Linked DNA regions of Zea mays: all the other regions are linked to region 1. The links are chromatin contacts, called in public Hi-C maps. All regions are on one chromosome and are shown on one strand. The core of a region is the stretch at or near the end of the contact, and the rest is flanking DNA. Distances in the headings are between cores, read along the strand shown.

Region 1 (2,995 bases), core at 360-2,859:
GGGCACCTGATGCTACCACGGTTTTCTCCACACTTGCTGAACGATGACCGTATGAGAGCTCACTCTTGCTATAATCAAACTAGGTCAATAACAAGTACCATAAGATGATGAGCATGAAGGATGCTACGATGAGATCGGAGAGGTCTAGGCCGTCGTCTCCTAGTCAACTATGGTTGTGGAGGATCGTTGTCGTCATATGATATATTATATTTAGCTATCTTTGTACAAAACGTCTATTATATAATAAAGATGTGACTTGATCCTAGCACATATTTGAGAAGCATCTGGAATTGTCCTTAATTCTGGGTGTGACAAAGATCCACCCGAAGATCCCGCGCGTGGGCGCAAGAGGTTGGGCCCGGCCCGGTGGCGATGAAGAAAGGTGGCGGAGTGACGGAGGCTTGGGCGAGGTGACAGGGCTCGGGCCGACGAAGGAAGGTGACGATGTTTGCTGAAGTTACATTGCTCGGTCGGGGTGACGGGAGTAGGGCGGGGGCACGATCACACATGATCTAGGCGACGATGTTAGTTGGCGCCGTCGTCGGTGCCAAACTCGCTTGGCGGGGTGAATGGGGGCTAGGGTGTGGCGATGGGGACTCGGGCCGACGAAGGAAGGTAGGGAGGTTTGTTGAAGTTTCCTTGCTTGGGCAGAGTGACGTGAGCAGGGCGGGGGCATGGTCGCACATGTGGACACCTACAGGGACTCCTTATAGGGTAGTAGTAGATTACTCCATTAATATGTTAAAATCATACTAAAATTTTAATATATAGCCTATTAGACAATAGCAAATAAACTCTAAAATAAATGCTAATTTTAAATTTTATTTATTCAATTTATATTGATTTAATATAATATATTTAAATTTGTATCTAAATATTGTATTTTCTAACCGTAGATTTCCCGTGTGCTAGTTTAGGAACCTAAATCCTCTCTGGGATCATGTTCTTGGTAGTAATCCAAAAAGTATCATTTAAAAATAAACTAGCGGGTAATAAATATTCGGAAATGAAGGTAGTATTTAGTTATTTAGTGCTATTTGGGAACTCTATTTTATGAGATTTTTCATTCCCCAAGAGAAATTAGTTCTTTTTCTCTTGGGAAAATTGAAATCTTTTAGGCCTTGTTCGTTTACACCAATTCAGCTCTGCATTAACATGGATTGTAATTAAATCTATGTCACAATCAATGTCCCAAAATAATCCAAGTGTACTCAATTTTTTATTCGGCTAAACCCATCATGGATTATAACCCAAGGTTTGAGAATTTTTTAAACTATGAAAGAAATGAATTTTATCCATAGCTTATTGGGTATGGAACAAATCCATGATGATATTACACAAGTTTATGTTAGAATCTATAGATCAAAAGAATAACTATACATGAATTAAATGATGAATTTAATTTCATCGTTGGACTGAGTATGCGGTATGAATTTATCCAATCTAAATGTGGATTAAATTCATAGTGGGATTTGAAACTTGTAAAAGCGAGTTTACAAACTAGCCCTTATTGATTTTTTTAATCTTAGGTTTATCTCGCCAGCTCTCAAACTAGCCCGTGGTGATAAATTCGCCGACGCGGATGGAGAGGGGAGAAAACGTCGCCAGTTCGGCTGTCGAACCGGAACTGAAGCAACATTTGTTCTGTGGAAATTGGGATGGCTCTGGCTAGGGTTTCACCGTCTTCCTTAGCGAACCTTATACCGCCCCTGCTCCAATCCTTCTTCCGCCCTTTCTCCTCGGACTTTCCCATCCGCAATTCCCGCCGAAGAAGCTCCCCCGTTGCTGCCGCCTTCTCTCTTACTTCACAATCTGCCCACGCTGCGAGGGAGGGGCTGGTCATGGAGGCGCCCAGGCCGAGCTCCAGGTATCCTTGGAAGCCCACGTGTTTGTACTACACCCAGGGCAAATGCACAATGGTGAGATTGCTTCCCTCCTTGCTATGGTGGTCGCTTTTGGTTGTGTTGAAAACGGAGTGGTTTCCTATCATATATCTTGGAGTCTATTAGTGTGGTGCGGATAAATTTTACTGTTGAGGTTTAGATGCTTAATGTTAACAATTAGAGCTACGATGGATAGAAGTTGATTCTGGGAGAAGACTTGCTATTAGTGGGATATTTGTTCCAAAGAAGCATTTGTGTTTAGTTCCAAGTATTTTTTAATTAACAATAGCACTAAATAACAGAATGTGAGGAAATTCTGTTTTAAACAAACGAAGTGTAACTGAACCAGCATTGGTGGAGTTACACCCCAGTTTTGCTTAAGTTGGTAATTACAATATGTCGAGCAGCATGTAGGAATGCTGGAATTAGGTGTTGCTCTAGTTTTAATCAGATTCGCGTAGGATGCTAGCCAGGGAATTCCTTGTCAATTTGAGTTGCTATTATAACATGTTTTTTCGTATGATATAGTACTAATAGTTACATGGAGTGCTGACACTGCTAAATGGTTTTTTATTTAAGAATGGTAGTAAATCACAATCCAACATTCAGATGAGTGAATTCCTATATACAGTATACACTGTAGGATTCTTGTACCATATGAATTCACCAAGAAAGAATAATTTGCTTGCTGTTTAAATGTCCACAAAACTAAAAGTAGAAGCTCCTGAGACGCTTCATATGAATTGCTAACAAGTCAGATAGATTTGTTACTCTTTGTTTTGCGAGCCCAACTTATCGAGTAACATTTAGATTATCTTTGGGCAACATTGAACGACCTTGGTGAAAATAAGAATGTTTTGCAGGTTAATCTTCATTTTTTCTAGGAAAATAGCTAGGTAAAATCTCCTCTCAAACTGTGTGACATTGACATGCCAGGACAAAAATCCAGGTGAGAAGAATGAGCTGTCTGCACACCTCTCTACCAGATCATAGCCCCTCTCCCTTCAGCAATTGTGTCCCTTAGAGGATACGATCTCCATAGACCACCTCAAAGACATCCATCTTATCCTCCACATAGGCCAGCCAATTCTGGCTGCATTGTCTACATCGCA
Region 2 (3,114 bases), core at 491-2,990, 150 kb before region 1:
AGCATACACAGGAATCAAGATCGATATCAACTGAACAACAAACAACTATAGAATTAAGAACACAAATGATCTGCATCACCAAATAAGAAATGGATGTGGGAAGAGGACACTATTTGGGATTCATAAACAAATAATCAACACAACCATATCTGAGAGAATTTTTGTCCATTTTCTGCTTTACCAAAGATGAGGTTTGTATGAACATCCGGAAGATGATTTGTATCTCTATATTTAAGACACAACTGAAGATACAGAGTGCAATTAGGAGAAAATAAGAACACAACAAGTAGGTTATTTATTTTTGTATTTCTTGACATGTTCAAATGACCTGCCACACTTTTCAATATTGAATTCAATGGCAGAAAAAGCGTACTGTGCCATCAAAATATTTCCATGCCAAATAATATTTCTGTCAATTGTTTGTACACCAATACTGGAATAAGAAATGATTACTAACACCTCAAGTGAAAGGCAACTGGGCAAAAAAATGTTCCATTATTTATAAAACCAACTTTTTTAACATACTCTATGTGAAACTCTTCAGAATTTCAATTTCTGCAACGTTTGACTTTGCATGATACAGGGTCTCTAGAACAAAATGATTTACGCTACGAAGGCAAACTAAGATAAAGAACAAGGTAACATAGCATTGAGTATTTCATGAATAAAAAAGTTGCTGATAAATAATAAGAGAACATATCTTGTGCACATGAAAGATTGGTGTACATGGTGCACATATTAAATCATCAGCACTCATTTTAAATCTAACGTCTATAGTTGTTTGGTATATTTTGCTAATGACACCCTCCAACGTGGTGGTGTGTGGTGGTGGAAGGTGTTATTTGTAAATTGAATGATCAATCAGAGACGTTAGATCTAAAATGAGTGGTGATAATTTAATATGTGCACCATGTGCACCAATCTTCCATGTGCATCAGATATGTCCTCAAATGATAAAGCCACAGTTCATTGGTGCCTCAAGATGCTGTGTATTTCATCCTAAGGACCTGTTTGGATAGGAGGTTCCAAACCGAAATCATATAGTTAGTTGAAGACTTGAAGTGTAACCAGGTCCTATAACTTACTGCAGCCAACCAGGTATCAACCCTGATGCCAGTTATTAATTCACACATTACACTAAATGTGACAGACCTATTTCATAGGTGCTTCATGATGACGAGTATGAGGACGATCGAACAAATTGATTAGAGAGAGAGAGGGTGAATGACTTCAACCAACATTCCAGAGATGCTCGCGTGCATACCCATGAGTGACGCCTCGAGGAGGTGTCGCGCAAGAAGGACCTGGTCGGTGGGGGTGAGCCCCACGACCCCGGAGCCGTCGAGCTCCCCCTCGGCGTGGCCGCGGATCTTGGCCATGCTGTGGAGACTGGATGCGAGCACGACAAGCACGGTGGCCGCGATGGTGCGCACCATGACGGGCCCGCGGCCCCGCTTGAGGTGGTCGAGCGCGAGCACGGCCAGCCTCCGCAGCGGCGTCTTGAAGAGTAGCACCGCCGCCACGGCGCCCTCCGCCGCTAGCAGCGTGAAGAGCAGCTGTATCATCGCGCCGCGCCGCGCCGCGCTGCGGAGGGAAGGAAGGACGCGGAGGAGGAACGATGAACCTAGGAAGAGAGGGTTCGTGCCTTCGTGGGGTTTGAGATGGAGGCGTTCCGATCCCCTTTCTTCACGCTGGTCGCCGCAGAGGTGCCTTCCTGCGGGCTCCCTAGAACCAGAATGCCGTTGGATTGGATGCGACGGTCAAGAACAGCGTGCCGGGGCGGTATTCTTCCCCTTCTAGGCCCTGTTCGGTTGTCGGGGATTCTATCCAGGAATAGTTCCATCTGATCAAAGCTTATGTAAATTATACAATCAATCCAGCTACGACTCGTTCCAGGTCATCGTTCCGAGTAAACCGAACAGGCCCCTAGTGTGGCTTCGTTGAACACAGGGCTCGTTCGGTTTATTAGCTGGTTGAGTGAGTGTAGTCTGGCTCGTGTGCATTTGGCATGTAGAAAACGAGATGTTCCGTGCGTATCTATACGTGCAGCTGCGGGGGTATTTCTAGGCTAAGCTGTAGCTGCGAGTGTAGCCTCTGAGCTCATGTATGCAGGACACCAAACAGATATTTTTGCCATTACGAAACACCGCGGATGTGGCTTCGACGAAATGGAGGCTAAGGAGAGAGATTTGACTATATGAAAAACCAGGGGAAAGCCTACACTCTGAAATGGACATGACGACCTTATTACCAGGTAAGGACGATGATTATTACACTGATACTGACGCCGTCACACATCCATTACCCGCTATCGTTACAAGTTCACCACCGCCGCACCCAGCCTCTCTTGAGATCTCGTCGTTCTTTCCTTTCCTCTAGCTCCCTTCCACAACCGAACCCTAGTCGCCGCAACCCAACCCTAGCCGCCGCACCCATGGATTGAACTGCTCCTGTCGTCGCTGTGGCAGAAGCTGTTGATGCTGCTCGTGTTGCGGCTGTTGCAGCTGCGGAGGCTAGATGTGCGGAGTTGGTGGCTGAGAAGGAGGCACGAGCGGCGGTGCAATCTGCCAGTAATGCCGCCGATAAGGTTTAACTTGTCGTCCAAGCTGTGAAGTATCGAAGCTTTGTTGAAGATAACTCCAAGGTGACTGATTTTGTTTCTCTCTTCCTTTGCCGCATTTGGAATAGGGTTTAGGGCTGCTGTTCATTCGAATTAGGGTTGGTTCTTCATAAACATGGTAACTTAGTCGTCCACCTGATCAACAACTAGTTTTATTTCTACAGGAACATGTTGATTTGAAGTATCACGTTAGCGTCAAGAACTCACTGCGATATGCCATTCAAGAGATGAGGAGGCAATCTTCACTGTTACATAACATGAATAGGATGTGTTGTAGTATCCCAGAAGTTGAAGGGGGTAAGGTTGGAAAGATTGTTGCCCATTTGAAGGATGTTTGCAAGAACCTCGAGAAGACTTGTATTGTCTGTGAAGAAGATCTGGAGAATAAATCTCCTAGTTGGGACCTTCATCATCCCCCTTCAGATGTTGAAGACCACCCTAACCTTTCTGATGTTGAGGACCAAGTGGATGGATACGTGTCAGAAGATCCGGAG
Region 3 (3,233 bases), core at 263-2,762, 170 kb before region 1:
CCGCCTATTACAACAGCAGAAGTTTTCTTGTCTTTCCATAACAGAACGTCAGCAGCTGCAGAAAGTTCTCCTCCACAAGGAGCAGAATTAGAACAAAAGAGATAACAGCAATGACCTAAGCTAATCTCAATTAAGGTTAGCTCATGGTTTAAAGATGTCTTCATCTATCAATTTCATAGACTACTTTCTAAAGAACTCCTATATTTTGTCCCCATACAAGATTGAATTCAACCATAGATTATGGTGGATCCGATGGATAAAATTTGATGTTACAATGTTAGCACCATAATCCCTTTTACACTATATATGTTGCCCATCACTGTGTATGGCAAAGTGTTAAAAATTTAAATTTGTTGCCAAAGCATATTATCTGGAGTTTTAAGTGTCAATGATTGAAAAAGAGGAGCCCGAAGCCATATGATTCAAGTGTAGATTCACTTTTACAAGTGTGTTGGTGTAGCCACCTGTCAAAAGCCATTAACATCTTCTGGAGTGCGCCCCTAGGAAAAATGGACAAAAAACATCGTTTCCGATGAAAAGGTCAACTTGCGCTTTTTTTTTTCTTATCACCATCACTGTACAACTTGCGCGTTTCATACTTATCACCATCACTGTATCTACGAGTGCAGTAAACAATGAATCTAAAGAATCTGTTTCCATGTCTTCCTTTTTGGCTGCTGGTTTCCTAGGGAGAAACTAATATCAATATTCTTCAATCGATAATAATTATATATGTAGGTACGTTTCTTTGTAGTCGTAAATTATTAGCTTTTCTTAGAACATATTTTTTAACACCCGTTATTATTTTTGAACAAAATTTAACACACCTAATAACCGGTACGGAGTGATTTGAATATACTTTCTCAAAAGAAACTCCGAATAAATAATCAATCTCATTCCGTGCGTTATCTCGTCTATTGTTTCCTATGCACTTAGAATAATAACCAGAAAGAAACAAACACATCTCCTGACCTCCTGTTATAAAAAAGCACAACTCCAAGCTAACACCATACGATTAATTGGAGCACAGGAAGAAAGTCAGCAGAAAAATGAAGAAAGAAATACGTACTTTTACCGCCCCCAAGGGATTTGTGCACGGAAGTGTCCTCTCCAAGAAGCCTGAATCCCCGGGACCTTACCTCCGGCGCCGGGGCAGACACCTTCTCCGTTGAGGCGCCGTCAGCAACAGGCTGCAGGGGCGAGTCTGAGGCGCCCACGGCTGGGGCCGCAGGGGTCGGTGGCGGCGAGACAACGTTCTCCTCCGCCGGATCGGCCATGGCACTCGAAGTAAAGCAAGATGCGAGAAGAAGCGAACCTTTCCCCTTTGTCGATTTGAAAAGTGCGCTTTGTGTGTGTGTGTGTGTGTGTTTTTTTCTTATGCTCTCGCCGCCTTTTTTTTCTTGGGGAGAAAAAGATATAGCGAGAACTGGATGGATATCTCTAGAAGACTAGAATACGGCGCGAAAGTAACGTCCGTCACGACGTGTCGCCGCTCCTCATCATCGACCTGCTACGTGTCCACGAAAAGATTCGTGTCACTAGTTTCGACGCGAAAACGACAGACTTCAGAGTCTCCAGAGGTTATCTATATCTTTTCAATATCTATTATTTTTTCTAAAAAATATTTTATCGACATCTTATTTTTCTATATCCTCTGTATACATCATTTCATTCTCTGTTGGTCAAAGACTTCTGTTAAAATGTATTTTACTCTAGATTCCTGTGACACCCTTAAACAAATTTCCTTTAAACTCCGACAACACACCACCATTTTAAATATTTATCCTAATTTTATCTCAAATAGAGAGAGGGAAAAAATTGTTTTACACAAATGTACTTGTAAGGGATCTATCCTGCTAAAGACCCTCAAAATATATTTACTTCGACATAAATATATGTGTTAAGCTAGCTTTCGTCCGAAGTGCTGTATAGAAGCTTCGTCCAATACGCACGGGCGGCGAAGGTGCAAGCCGACAGTCTCGGCCTGAAGAAAACTCCGGATGCAAAGTGATGAAAGAGAAAAGTCTAAGACTCGTGCAACAAGAAAGAAAGAAAAACAACAATAATGTTCTTATATCATTTGTAAATCATGTATGTAAACTTTGTGGATGTTTGTAATTTCGTACAAAGATGTACATATCCCTTATAAATAGATGAACAATATCATATATATATTCACCTTTCGAGGACTCAAGCTCCGTCTCGCTTAGTCTTCAAATTACCTTCAAACTATCTTACGCAAAAAAGCCGAAGCAATCGAAAACAAGTATTCAACATTACTAATCAAGAAAAGAGCCCAAACTTCATCCGAATGACCATATAAATATTTATGATTTCTTGTAAAATCTTAATATGATTTAGAGTTCATTTAATTTGAATTCAAAATTCAAACCTAAATTCAAAAATAAAAAAGGAAAATAATGGTACGACCTAGATCCACTCGATCCAAACTGCTCTCGAGCTATGCTTCCACTCACATGCGGGGCCTGCTTGTCAGCGCTTCTCTCCCTGCACTTGCCCATGCTCTTGAGTCACGTGTCGGCGCTTATGTCCCCCGCGATCGCTCTCTCACTGACACCCTGACCCCACCTGTTATCCTTGACCTCCCACTATCCATAGCGCGTCATTGGCGGACATGCCTCTGTTGATCTCTGTTGTAGCCGAAGTTATGGTAGCTAATGATTTTGTTTCAATCCACTTGAAGGAGTATTTTCCAATGCAACCACGACATATTTTAAGTTTTTTTGAGCTGGCCACATTGGGCCTCCATACCCTATCTCACCACATGCAAAGTAAGTTGGATCAATTGAATCAATGATCACATATTTTGACCAAGTTTGTTGCATCTGCTGCTACCTTCGGCCAATAGAAATCTTGACGAAGCACTTTTCCTAGAAAATCTCTGGGCCGATGTGAGCCCCACAAATACCAGAATAAATATCTCTCATTAGTTCTTGACCTTCGGATCTAGATAGTTATTTAAACAGGGATGCACAGACATCTTCCTTGTACAACTCCCCTTTTATGATCTTATATAGCTTCATCTTTGCTTCCATTCTTTTTAATGTTGGGTGTTTTCCCTTCAAAAATGTTATTATTTCTATGCGCCAGTCTTTGTTGTATGTTGGAGACACTGCCAGGACGACTCTTTCTAACAAATTCACCGAAGGTGCCCTTCACTAGTGCAAATAAGCTCTATAGAGGCAGTTTACAACCCATTTCACTATCGTTTT

The links. Hi-C and Micro-C count contacts between places; a contact is called where the count stands out from the background.
Region 2: a Hi-C map of ear shows a contact between it and region 1, with 1.8 times the contacts expected there. The contact joins the promoter of LOC100276154 here to the promoter of LOC100193112 in region 1. A contact is called at or near these places in 4 of 25 Hi-C or Micro-C datasets (ear, endosperm, leaf and 1 more).
Region 3: a contact with region 1 is called in a Hi-C map of leaf, with 3 times the contacts expected there. The contact joins the promoter of LOC100191184 here to the promoter of LOC100193112 in region 1. A contact is called at or near these places in 2 of 25 Hi-C or Micro-C datasets (endosperm and leaf).

What each region holds. Positions count from the first base shown.
Region 1 is chr6:132,564,655-132,567,649 of Zm-B73-REFERENCE-NAM-5.0, reverse strand. LOC100193112 reads left to right here and starts at 1,609. Exons shown (of 6, transcript NM_001138274.1): 1 at 1,609-1,919. The coding sequence starts at 1,659.
Region 2 is chr6:132,716,844-132,719,957 of Zm-B73-REFERENCE-NAM-5.0, reverse strand. LOC100276154 reads right to left here and starts at 1,740. Exons shown (of 3, transcript NM_001371535.1): 1 at 1,265-1,740. The coding sequence starts at 1,565.
Region 3 is chr6:132,733,868-132,737,100 of Zm-B73-REFERENCE-NAM-5.0, reverse strand. LOC100191184 reads right to left here and starts at 1,512. Exons shown (of 5, transcript NM_001136619.1): 1 at 1,070-1,512; 2 at 1-55. The coding sequence starts at 1,277.